Regions from separate parts of the Dromaius novaehollandiae genome. Here region 1 is linked to region 2. A link is a contact called in public Hi-C data. All regions are on one chromosome and are shown on one strand. The core of a region is the stretch at or near the end of the contact, and the rest is flanking DNA. Distances in the headings are between cores, read along the strand shown.

Region 1 (6,791 bases), core at 2,003-4,502, 73 kb after region 2:
AAGGACTAATACATAAACACCAGTAATAAGGTAATATTTGTAGTCTATGATCATTGGCAATAAATAGTAGCAAGACTGGGAGAACAGAGAGATATGTTACAGTATCCAAGTATATACACCACTTTTCTTCTTGCTATTTAACCATACAGCTTTTTGTACAGCCCTGTTACCCACACCCCAATCTCCAAATATCTCAAGCTTTATTCACGCCTCTGTACCATTTTACAATAATATTTTACTTTAAAAGTGTCTCCTGTAAGATGCAGTCATTTTTTAAAAAGAAATGATGTAAAAAGTCTCAGTTTTTTTTATGCCATACTACTGTTTCGCTAGCTGTGCGGAGAGAGAAAGGAGGAGGCAGTTTCGAAACAATTCTCTTGCACCACAGCATTTTCTGACAATTTAATACCATGGCATGAAACTGTTGAGTCAAAAAATACATAACTAATGCCTAATTTTTGTAGGATAGTAAGCTGAAGGGGGTAAAAAGCCATGCTAAGTCCTGTAGCCAATAGCTCTGGTTTTGATCCCAGTCTGCAGACTGGGTGGACTACTTCTAAACAGGCAGCAAAAACAGAATTCAGAACAGTAGCACTGCTGTCAGTAAAGGTCAATTGGTACATGTCCCACCAGACAGCTCTTTATGGAGCTCACAAATTGAAAAAGGTTGAAATCTCCAAGTTACCTTTGTGCTAACTGCTTACTCTGCAGCCCGAGCAGCGTGGTGGCTGCTGCTTTGCCCCTAGCCCAACCTGCCTGCAGACGTTCACACAAGTGGGCATCCGGCAGCAAGGCGAGGAACTGCTGCAGCAGCATTAGCCCCAGCTTCCCTAATCCCTGCACAACTCTTGCACCCTCGATGATGTTTTGAGCAAAGCAAACACAGGATCTAGTGGTGTTCCTTGCATGGCTTACCCCCAAAGCAGCATGGGATTCACTGAGCAAACACAGCAAGCGATCCTGCTGCAGAAGTGAGAATTTCACTGACTTTTCACCTTTGCTCCACGCAACAAAGAACAGCTTTGGAAAGGAACGCAGGAAGGAAACTCCTGAACACTGCTGAAAGAGCAATTTAACATTTTTAAAGTGATCTGAGAAGAAGATAGAAGGCATTGCACAGAACAAAAAAAAAAAAAAAAGAAAAAGAAAAAAGAGAAAAGAAACATGCTGCTACTAATTTAAAGAGAACCATAACTACAGATTGCTTTCACATTCTATGTTTTTGGGGGTTGTTTTTTTTTTAACCACTTTGCAGATAAAAGAAAACAGATACATGCAGATAGATGTATGTTAAGGACAGCAGAGAATGTTGCAATGAATAGCTTGACACCTTTCATAACACACTAGAAAATTTAATCTTGCAATTCTCAGGCAAAACTTAATAACCTACACTAGAATGTCCCTTCTAAAAAGGCATCCAAACCTTCATTCACAAGTTTTCAACAATGCAGCAGCCATACACATTCTTTCACAGACTTCTTCAATAAATAGTAAGTGCAAAAAATTCTAAAACATGGTCTGTGCTTAAAAAAAAAGGTCAATCTCCAAGTTACAGTCTTAAAGTTGGCTCTTTAAATCTCATATGTCAGCTTTCATTACATTACGTTCTATCATGTTTTATTCTGATATTGTGCTGCTTCCATTAACTCTTGCCATAAGGGCCAAGCTGTGCTCTGGAATGGATACAGGGCTTCATGCCTGTGCTGGCAAGGTACATTCACTAGGTAAACAGGGACAGTACAGCCTTACAAAATGGTCTGTTAGGCAGACACTGAATTACCTAAAAAAAGCAGGCTGTGAGAAGCTCAAGACACTTTTAGTTGAAATCCAAGAGGAAGAATGTTTATTCACAAAGAGCTGCAACAAACAGAAAACAAGCTAGGGATTTAGGAGACAAAGTAAATTTGTGGGCTCCAGCTCTGCCACATTCACCAGTGGTGGTTTAAGGGAATTACCACTCTCAGACTGGGTCAGCTCCACCCATATCTGGATTTTACTATTCCTACAGGAGGAACAGGCAGAAGCCAATGCCTGTGCATGCCCCTGCTGCTGTAGTGCGCAGCTCAGCAGAGGAACTTGCACCCCCAGTACATTCGGTCCTCCAGTAACGGCACGAATCCTCTAGGAAAAACACAGATTACATTAAATGAATTTATTCTCCTATTTTAATCCCAACTTCACAGTTCCCTTTCTGGAACCAAATACGAAGAATTCAATTTGACCTCTTCTTACGGAAGCTTCAATCATGTTTTTGCACCTAAGATGAGCTGTATTTTATCCAGTATAGGGCTTAGCCCACTGTGTTACAGATCTACTCACCTCCCATTGCAAAATACTCCATTCAAGAGCACTATATACCCAGCACCTGACTCTTGCCAGTATCTGATAGTCTATTTATGATTTTTAGAGCTAATAAATCCAATTAGCCTTCAGCAAATGACACTCCTAAGAAACAGATGTTATTTCACTCATTGACTCTCACAAACTTAAATGATGCCCCCTGCTCTTTATGCTTCTGCCAGCCTGCAATGTTGAAATGGGCCCCAGCACACAATTAACGCTAAGTAGCAGGTTCCAGCAAAGGGAAAAGGTAATGTGAAACCACCCTTTAGATCCCTACAGCGAAAAACAAAGTTTCTTTCCAGGCACTGAAAGAACCCTTTTGGTTTATAACCAGAGAGAAGAATGCAGGCAGTAGAGGTGGGTATCTCTAGGCAGAAAATCTCTTCCATCATTGCATGTGATTGCTGGGGCCTGGACGAGACAAACTGAAGGTTCCCTCCAAAAGCTACGTCCTAAAGCAAAATAGCTGATAACATACTTTATAAAAAACTACCAAGTGAAAAAGCTTAGCAATCAAAATGCAAAGCAGAAACCTGCAACGGAAGATACAAAAAAAAAAAAGTGAGCAAGAGAGAGAACCTGAAGATGATGATCAGTATTTAGTACTCCAGAGAGATACCAGCACACAGTAACTGGTCTAGCACAGAGCTCTGAAAGCTTCTCATTTTGGTAGGAAGTTATCAATGTCCAATTATGCTTCACATTTCTTGAGAAGAAAAATGACATTGAAATTGGAGATCAAAAGTGCTTTGTCGCAACCTGTTTGGAAAAAAGATCCCTGAAACTATGGACGGCCTGTGTGGAATTTTCCTTCTGTACACAGACACAGAAGCCAGTTAAACAGACTCTCTGCTTTCAGGAGAGGGACAGATCGCTGTGTAGCAAGGAACGATCTGTGCTCCTGAAAGCAACGGAGCAGAAGCTCTTGGGAGACGCCTGCTGCCCACAGAGGGAACGTGTTTCATTTGTAAACCATGTTAAATTGCAGTCAAAATATGCTTCAGATAAAACAGAATGGAGCAGAGTAATTTCCAAACAAGAAGCAACTTGGTTAATGATAACTTGACTGGAAGTGTCAGTAACCCAGTTTTTGGATTAGCAGTTTGAAGCACCTTTTACTGGCCTGCTTTTCAGGATGAATCATTAAAAGACTGCCACCAACTCAAAGAAGATGCAAACAAAGATCTTAAAGACTATCCATTTAAAATTACAGTCCTGGACTTTGGACCAAGTATGCACTGCCTCCTCTCAGACACACTCAAAGGCTGCTGCTTGGCTCAGTGCTCAGACTACACACACGGATTCCTATATTAACAGAGGAAGGCAAGGATTAGACCTTGGTGAGCCTTCTAACTCCCCAGTCATACAAAAAAAAGCAAAAAAAACCCCAACAAAACAACAAAAAATCCACACTCTTACCCAGGGAACTGCAGAACATACCTTCAAAATACCATTGACAGATAGAGAATGGCATTCACTTAACAGAAGCAGGAAAAACAGCACCACTAGCTGTAGAACACACGCAAGCTCAGTAACCTCTCAGGGCTTAACAATGGATACTTAAAAAAATGAACTAAAAAGTAAAGATTATTTCAACATCTTCCTTCGAGTTAGTCTTAGAGAAGTCACAGCCTGCAGGTACATTTTAGAGAGCAAGTAGGCAGACATATTTGTCTAAGTAGTGCTGCCTTTAGGAGGCCTGGCACAAGCATTGCATATTTAATTTTTAATTAACCCTCGATCCTTCAAATATCAATTTTTCATTCTATTTGTAAAGTTTATCTAAGTCTATTCAGACAATTAAACCATACGTCTGGAAACCTACAGAAAGGCTCATTAAGCATGCTGAACACTTAAGAAGTCACAACTGACTTAAAAACAAAACAAAAAAACCCCAGTATCTTAATAAACACGTAATAAACAAAATGGCACTGAACAACAAAAGAATCACTCTCCTGTGATAAGGCATCCAACTCCCTTCAGGCTATGAATGGTGCATACGCTGTTTCCGCAAAAACACCCAGAAGCAGTTAACAGGTCTAGAGAAATTTAGTTTTCCCTGATGTGCTGTTTCTTAGAGTTAAGGGGACTTCTCTCTCACATGCATAAGGATACTATGAAGTTCAAGTAACACCCAGTCTGGCAGCTCTAAGATATCCCTTCTTCCCTATGAAATATCAACGGTTAAAAAGCATTTAAGTGAGTTTCCAAGGAATACACTGAACAAGTAAGTAAAGTGCGAGTTGCTGGGGTAGCTGCTGGGAGGAGGTGGCAAGGGAAAGCAGCAGTGAGACTTTAAAAAAGCAACACCATAATGAGATGAGACAGCAATATGACTCCTGGCAGCAACAGACTCTTCTAGCTCCTGCTTTCTACAGCTTTGTCTGGCAGCAGTCATTTCTCTACCACTCTATCCCATAGCACTTTCCATGCTCTCCCACAGACCGCTCAGCAGAGCATTCCCCAGTTTTGGAACCATTTGTTCAGTTCACACACTTCAAAAAGTAAAGTTAAAGCTATTAAAGAAACTAAAGAAACTATACAAAAAAGTTACATTACTGCATGATGTACATCCAAGAGATCTGTGAGGTTTTTTTTTTTTCCTTTTCATGTGAAATTTTATTCTGTCACTATTTTTATGCTGGAAGGTTGCATTTCTACTACTCATGGTACAAGCCTACATGCATTGTTTTTGAAACAGAATCTCTTTCTCTGTGCTTATCCCAGCAACAAACCAATGCCCCATCTGCTCCATAGTCGCACAAGTAGGGCTTACCAGCGAAACCAAGCCCAAAGCTTCTAATTCTGAACCATGTTTTAGTCTCTCTGGTTTTTGACTTTTCAACCTCCATTTAGTTAGCAATCAAGTCAGGTAACGACAGCAATAGCATGCACATTTCCTAGAAATATGAGAGACATCAAACTGAAGGCTGTAAAAGTGACAGAGGAAGATACTGTACCTGAACAGAATGAAACCAAGTGACTCAACAGCTGCCCGCCTCACGTCATCATTCACATCACTCACCTACAAAGGAGAAAGTGGGACATTCAGAGTACAGCTGAAACACCTGACTCTGCAACATTTTCAGCAAGGTGTCCAGGAACACAAATTAATCAGGAAGACAAGATTATGGAGAAAGGAAACTAAAGGTCATGTTCAACCTTAGCTGAAACAGACCAACTCGCATTCAAATACTGTGACTGCAAGCCTACCAAAGAGCAGAAAAATGCCATCTTTTACAGCTTATGTTGATTTCCTTCCAGCCTGTTATTATGCAGGTTATACATTGCAAACCCATTATTAATTTTATTGATTTACTAGTACCAATTTTTAACAATTTTCTTCTTCGTGATACCAGGGTAAACATTCTCTTGCTGAAAGTCTATTTATCTTAATGTCAGCAGAGCCTGTTATTTCTACTCATAGTTTTAAGGAAAGCTCTCATCTCTTTACAACCTCTGCTTTGGACCAGAACACTAACAGTGAACACACAAAGCCCGTCAAAGTGATGTGCTGACTCTCTCTCACCACAAACTTCTTGCTACATGCTCCTGAAGCCCACAGTACTTACAGCCACATGTAGCAGACGTCTGATAGCCTTGTTGTTCCCTGAGCCACAGTATGCCATAGCAACAGTGTACATGCCTGAACGACGGAGAATTGGATCCTGGAAGAGAAAGCATCAAGCACCAATATTTAATCTTTATCCACAACATGATTCAGTAATTCCAACTTCGAATCTGTTTCGCTTTTGAGCTTGGAAGCTGCGATTAGGCAGTCTCAATGCTCTGTTGTTTCCTCGTGATTCTTAGGGACAAGTAACAGGACAATCACCAAAGCAGGGATGTTATCTGGTAATTTCAGGTGGACAGGAAGTCGCTATGCCCTAGGCTGCCGACAAGATTATCAGGCAGAAATGCCACTCAGTGTTTCTTGATCAGTGTCTTCTATTGACTGCCATTAGATCCTTGAGAATGATCCAGCTAAAGTGAGCTTCATCTGTTTTTAACCACTACACCCTGTTCTGCTTCTTGTTGCTGCTCACGGGGTTATGGAGACTGAATATCAGGCCGAGCTAATACAAGAGTCAACGTTGTTGTTCTTGTGTCCTTGTCAGGGTGAAATAATCCTTGAAATGGCCCCACTTCAGATCCACATAAGAACTTCCCTGGTGAAAACAGCCAACCCGCCTTAGCCAGAGATTTCAGAAAAGGACAGGTAGGATACCTCTGTAACAAGTGGGCCCAGCATTAAGACACAGTCAAACTCACCTTATCTCTGCAGAGACTCTCTATGAGAGCATCGGCCTCCTCCATCCTCCCATACATCACCAGAGCAATTCCAACAGCAAGGCCCCGCAAAATCTTTTCATGCTGGGTTTCCTGTGCGTAGCCAACCATGTCCTCAATAGCCTGAGCATTTTTAGATCCCAGCATAACCAATCCCA
Region 2 (6,499 bases), core at 569-3,068:
GCAACATCTCAGTTGAAGAAACAAGCAAACGAATTCCTTGTAAATAATGTTCTCAGAAGGCAGAATTCTTAAGGAACACATAAACATCATCTCTAAAACAGTCAGACAGTTTCAACTCTAAGTCAGATTACTCATAATATCTGAAGCTGTCCAAGCAAGCCAAATTAACAACTAGCAAATCAAGCATTGTTCTTTTGAAAAAAGAGATAGACAGTCCTCTCTCTCTGTAACATTTACAGTTACTGTATTACATGCGATCTTTTCCCCCATCTCAGAAGTCTTAGTTATTGCTTGCTGAGGCAAGACATCACATTTGGTCTTGCAAACTTGATCTGTACGACCAATGTAGCCACAAAGAACCTGTACAGGAACTGTTTCCATCCTTCACTGTTAACATATCCATGATTAAGTACTTAGAACTCTTTTTAGATTTGTTTTCTTAGACGCACAAAAAGTTTTAGGTTTAGCAATGTTTTGCCATTTAGTGGACTCTTTAGACAGAGAGTAGCTGTCCAGTCTTTCAACAGACAGTATGTGGAAAGCTAGGTACAATAATGGTTTAATGGTAAATTAGCATTAGTGATTCCCCTCCACAGCATATGATTTTGGTGGGGGGGGGGGAAGGTTGTTGGTTTGCTGTTCACCTAAGGCCCTAAACCAGGCAATGAACACCGTGCTGATCAAAGGAACAAGGCAGCAACAAAGAGCAGACAGCTCACAGCTCGTGTTCTTGCTCCAAATCATACTGAGTAAATAAATCTCCCATTTTAGCCAGTTTATCTGGAAGTCAGGAGAACAGGCTACTAGAGAGATATCCACTCTTTAAAAGTTTGTCTCCCACTGTCTTTTTTATGGGATTATTTCCTACTTTAAAGTAACTTCTGATCCTACCTCTCATGGGCAGTACGGGTAGAGGAGTGCCCAGTTGGATGATCCTGCTTAGGCGTTAAACCATGCAGGTTAGTGGTCTCACAACTTCAGTATGGGCTTTATTAGCAAAAGCTCTAAGAGCCTCTGATTTTACACACCTGTGGAATGATGTAGCTTAGTAATGTCTAGAGGATCTCACAGGTATCACAGGTCAGAGCTGGGCCCTGCAGCTCTCCGTGGATCCAATCAAGTTACCTGTTCCTTTAACAAAGGCCTCGTTTACAAGGAACGACAGAAAATCCTAGTCTGATTCAGCGGCTGACTGTTGGCCTTCAATGGACATGGAGCACTTTGAATTCACAGAGCGTGACAGAAGTCAGTATGACGTCAAGGAGAAGCAAATATTTTGTCAGTTAAGTAACTAGAGAATTTAGATCACAGTCACAACACGTCATTCCTCAATGCAAGCACTATGAAAAAAAAAAGAAAAAAAGAACGAAAGAAGACCAACCTCTCTCACTAGTCCAAGCAATTCAGCCTCGTAAGCCAGGACATCGCCCATGGTTAGGAGTCGCTGCTCAGCCTCATCACTGAAAAACCTAGAGAGCGAGAAAGGCGCGGCGCGTCGGCCGGCAGCGCGCACAGCGCCGCACGCAGCCCCGCCGCGCCCGGCCCCGCAGCGCTCGCCCCTCCGAGCGCCGCAAGCGAGGAAGCCGCCTCCCGCCTGCCCGCTCCGAAGCAGCGCGGCGCCTCCCGCCGGCGCGGCCGTCTCCTACCTGGGCACCGGCCGCCCCCCGGCGCGGCCCCTCCGCGCCCAGCTCCGGCCCCGGCGCGGCGCGGCCTACCTGCCCCGCAGCCCCCGCCGGCTCCTCCCGTCGCCTTGGTAACCGCAGCTTCGCTCCCTGCTCCTCCCCAGGCCGCGCCCCCTCCCGCCGCACGTGATTCCTCCCAGCCAATCGCAGGCAGGGAATGGGGCCTCACACGACGAGCCCCGGCGGCCAGCGCGCCCTAGGCCCCGGCGGGCGGGGCTGCAGCTGCGGGGTGGGGGGGGCCGTGAGGGCCCCGGCTCCAACATGGCCGCGGGGGGCTGTTTTACTTAGCTGCACTTCACACGTGCACTGCTAACAAAATATACACCGCGTGCAAGGCCGGCCCTCGCATGCTGGTCTCTAGCAGCCGGAGTGGCGACGGCTTCTGGCCTGAATGCAAGCGTTGTGCTCGCTCCAAAGCCCCAATGCCCTGCCTTCGAGGAAGGCTCTACACTTCGGCAGCCAGAAGGTTTCTCTACCGCATATGTAGTTCCTTGTCAATAAAAGTTACTTCTCCCTCAAAAGCACACTGAAATTCCTAGAAAGCACCAGTAGAAAATGCTAGTCAATTCCTAAAAAAGAAAAATTCCTAGGAAGCATCCTGTAATTCCTAGAGTAGTCTGAATGCCTAGAAAGCATGTCAAAATGCCTGGAAAGCACCAGGAAGTTCCTGGGGAGCACAAGAAAATCCTAGAAAGCACTGAGGGATTCCTAAAAAGTACTGGAAAATTTATATTCTGGTTATTAAGTGGTATGTCACAGCTATTACTGTGACAACCGGCATTCACATTGGTGTTGTAGTTACTGTAAGCGTTATTAAATGGTTAATTAGGTAGGCAACCTAGCTGGTAACTGGAATGTCTTGTTTTGATGATTTGTATACAAAATATAGGCCTTTATGTTTGTAAAAGCTATGTTTATGCTTATATACACAAAACTTCTACATTTAGAATACAAAGTGTAGATATACCACTAGCTATACAGCAGAAGGTTTCTTCTGTTACACATACTTCTGTAGAGAGTTCACAATGTAAAACTTTATATATTTGAGTTTTACCATATTAGATTTAATCCATTATTTAGTCCATTCCAAGTGACGGGGACCCAACCAGCTCCCCTCAGGCTGGGATTCACTCCTGGCTGCAGCATGGGCTGTGCTGACAGGTGTCACCCTGCCGCCCGCGGGTGCAGATGCCCACGCAGGCACCCTGCAGGTGAAGAGCACAGCCACCGTCCCAGCCAGAAGGAAAGCACTGCCCAGGGGCCTTGGCCGTTTATAGAAATAGCTCACCACTGCTGGATTTGTAGTCATCTGGGCTCCTCCTTGCTCCAGCCAAATGAAGTTGATGGTATTTGCAATAACAGCTACAATATCCTCTGTGCTTCCTCTCTCCTGTTTAATTTTGGTGACAATCGGGCACTATCAATGGTGAAAAAGATTTTATCTGCTGACTTTCTTTCTGCATCTTCAAGATGACATACATCCAGCTGGCTTTCTCCTCTGAGCAGCCAAACCTGACTGACATTGTGTCCTGGGCTTGGACCTCCTGGTGCAAAGGTGGTGGGAAGGGGTTTGGGGTCTAGGCTCTGCTTTATTGGTCATATTTTTTCTTTGTTTTCTCCTGTTGTCTGCAGAAGTCACCTTCTAGCAAGCACACGTGGTTGGTGTGCAAACATCGCCTTGCATGGGCTTTGCTACAGTCCAAAGGTGCTTGAGCAGAGACAACATTTCCAGGAGATGCTGCCCTGGGATGAGCACTGATGCTTATCCCCCACTGGCCAGCATCTGGGGTAAGGTCTGAAGATGCAAAGGTTGTGCCTCAAGTCAGCTGTCCTCAGAGAAACTGGCAGAGTAGGGGCATCTCAGGTCAAGAGGACCAACCAGGCAGGTCAAAGCCCCAAGTAAGCCAACAGCCCCTTCCCAGCAAGCCTGACCACCCCCCGTCTCACACGATGTGTCCCGCCGTGCCATCGAGTTCCCTAGGAGATCCCTGCTGCCCCAGCTCCACCTACATCAGCAAGGACGACCTCCTGATCTACATCAGCTTGGGGGATAACCTCTGGGTTAATACTACTGCAACACCAGTGCAAAGGAGCAGGGGCTCAGATCCTCCAGGGCTCATCTTCAAAGCATCATAGAAGGAGGCTCCTTCATCTGACACGCAGGACATGGATGAGGAAATGGGTTCTGCACCCTGTTCGGCCATAGCTCCTTGGCCATGGGAGGAGATTCATTAATGCCTGGAGCACTGTATTTTGGGCTTTTCTTCAGGACTGACGTCACTGCCACTCCTGCCAGGGGAGCTGAGCGTTTCCATGGCTGGGCTGCCAACTGCCAGCTACAGGTCCCAGACTTGACTGTAACCTGTTGCTTGATTAAAAAAAACCCAGCTAGTTATTTTCTGTGCCCAAATGGAAGATTTTGCAGGAAACATCATCCTTTCCATTGCATTGCATTAAAAATAAAAACATCCAGGCAAGAGGGGAACATTTTCCAAAGCTTAAACATCCTGTTGTTTTCTTAGCCAAACTTCAGCTTTTAGTTGCCAAAAGATATTTTAGTTTGGGTTTTCAGTGAATGACTTTTGAAGGACAACAAATAAATTAAGAAGTTGTTTGAGTTTTTCATTGCTGACATGTTATTGTTGGTTGGGTTGGGTGACATGGTATAGTTGGTTGGTTGGAGCACGGACTGGCTCCAACTGGAACCAGCCAGGAGGGCAGACAGATTCGCTTGGACCAAGGTCCTGCACTTGGGCAGGGCGATTGCCTCAAGGTTCAAATGCCTGCTCACATACTGAGTTACACAGCAGAGCAGGGCAATGTTACCCCCAGGACCTTCTGCAAGGAAAGCTGGGGCAACGAAACCACAAAGCCTCTCTGCTTTTTCCAGCATCAGGCTCTCATAAAGCTGCTCTGTCTTTGTTGGATGGGGCTTGTTTAGATGCTGCCCAGCCATGAATTTCACTTATTCCCACCCATCCCATAAGCATGTAGTCAGCCCTGTGCCAGGCTATTTATATGCGCACCTTCTCCAATGATTTCCTGTAAGCAAAGTCCCTGACCAGAGAAATGGCCAGCCAAAAAAAAAAAAAAAAAAAAAAAAAAAAGAAAAGAAAAGAAAAGAAAAGAAAAAAAATTTTAAATCTTCCTTTCAGAAAAAACATTCACAGTACTGTTCTTGCCTTCACCACTTGGGAGGGACAAAAAAAAGTATGCAGCATCAGATGTGCTAGAAGGGAGAGAGAGCAGCTGCTTCATTGCCCTACCCCAGCTCCAGCGAGCGCACATGGAGGCTGGGCCACATCCAGCTGCCGCCTGGGCAGCCCAGCTGGCTGTGTCAGCTGCTGTGCGCACAGTGGCCTCTGCAGCAGTGCCCTTCTGCCCTGCAGCATCAGCCCTCTGTGTCCCTTGCTTGGGCACAGGGGATGCAGCTTTCTCAAACCTCTGCAAAACTCTCGTGCCATGGCCACCACCCTGGCGTGGGCTGGTTGGGGAGGAGGACTCCTCCAGCACTCACGCTACTCTGCCATCCTGGGGGATCAGCCTGACCTGCTTCTCCAGCTAGTAGCAGAGATCCCCCTCAGGAGGGTGCTGCGTGGTCACCTAAGGCAGCGATGGAAGCTGACAACCAAGAGAGACTAGCTGGGCCACGAAGTTGCCTGCTGAAAGCATAGGAAAAACTTGCTGTGCCCCAGTGGATACATTGAGGGTTTGGGGATGAGGAGGTAGAGCCTCAGCAAATCCCCCTTTCTCACCCCTTTTGCATGCAGCTACCACCTCCAGGAATTAAGCCCAGTTTCAGATGGAGGGAAGCAGCATAACCCCTCCTGCCTGGAGACTCGCTTTAACAGACACAGCCAAATGCAGCCATGTCCTCCCGCACACATCTCAACCAGGCCAGTCCACCCTCGCAACTGTCTTCACAGAGCCAAGGCTGCCCCTGGATGAGATGAAGGAGGCTCAGCACCCAGGACGGAAGGGTGCCACAGCTGAGCTTTCTGATACACATTCTTCTAGGAAATGGGTCGTAAAGCGTGGACAGCCCCAAACCAAGGTAAACACCGACTCACAAAAAGCCTTGGCTTGCAATAACAGCATGGCTTCCCTGCCAAAAATGGAAGGGAGCTGGGAAGAGGGAAGAGTGAGAGATGCTCCATTAAAGCAAAAAAAAAAAAAAAAAAAAAAGAAAAAGAAAAAAAGAAAAAAAACTGAAGAAAATTGTCTGGGAAACCACAGGCTCAGAAACAGCAGGACAGAGAACTCCATCTCCAGAAGAAACATCCCCCATCCCAGCAACGGTCCTGGGGTACGGCTTTGATACTGCCACAGACACAAACCAATGGCAATCTGTCCCGTGCCACCGACACGGACCAACGGTGATCTGCTCCATCATGTACGGACAAATCGCAAAGCCCCTGGGCCTGCAATGGGTACAGGCAGCAGGTTTCATTTATGAATGAGTCCATGAACTCCTGTCTCTGATGCAGATGTTTCCACCAAATTATTTTCAGATGCTTCTTGTTCATCCCAGGACCCTAGCTTTCATACTTATGCTAAAACTAACAAGGACTTCTATGTAAAGTTAAACAGCGAATCTGTCCAGCCCTACAGGAACTATTTTAATCTCTCCTCGGGAGACATGGTGGGAAGGCAAAGGGTTAACCCACCTTGGTTCTTGCTGATGAGAAATGGAGAAAAACAACCTAATGGCAGAGCCAGCATAAAGCTGAGAACAAAGACATTGCACCAATATTTCAGGTCTTTTTCCTTCGCTCTGAAGGGGAAAAAGTGGCTCCACACTTTTTCCTTCATAGGTT

What was found. Hi-C and Micro-C count contacts between places; a contact is called where the count stands out from the background.
Region 1: a Hi-C map of ovary shows a contact between it and region 2, with 4 times the contacts expected there. The contact joins the enhancer-like site here to the promoter of ARMC9 in region 2. A contact is called at or near these places in 3 of 4 Hi-C or Micro-C datasets (brain, liver and ovary).

Annotation. Positions count from the first base shown.
Region 1 is chr9:12,987,964-12,994,754 of bDroNov1.hap1, forward strand. PSMD1 (proteasome 26S subunit, non-ATPase 1) reads right to left here. Exons shown (of 25, transcript XM_064516751.1): 14 at 6,616-6,791; 15 at 5,916-6,011; 16 at 5,304-5,368. Among named protein-coding and RNA genes, the nearest start is that of PSMD1, 19 kb to the right of the region's middle. Within about 2 kb of position 3,253, at least 1 of the 2 cell types and tissues checked has open chromatin away from gene starts, as enhancers often do.
Region 2 is chr9:12,916,759-12,923,257 of bDroNov1.hap1, forward strand. ARMC9 (armadillo repeat containing 9) reads right to left here and starts at 1,819. Exons shown (of 25, transcript XM_064516750.1): 1 at 1,716-1,819; 2 at 1,382-1,469. The coding sequence starts at 1,432.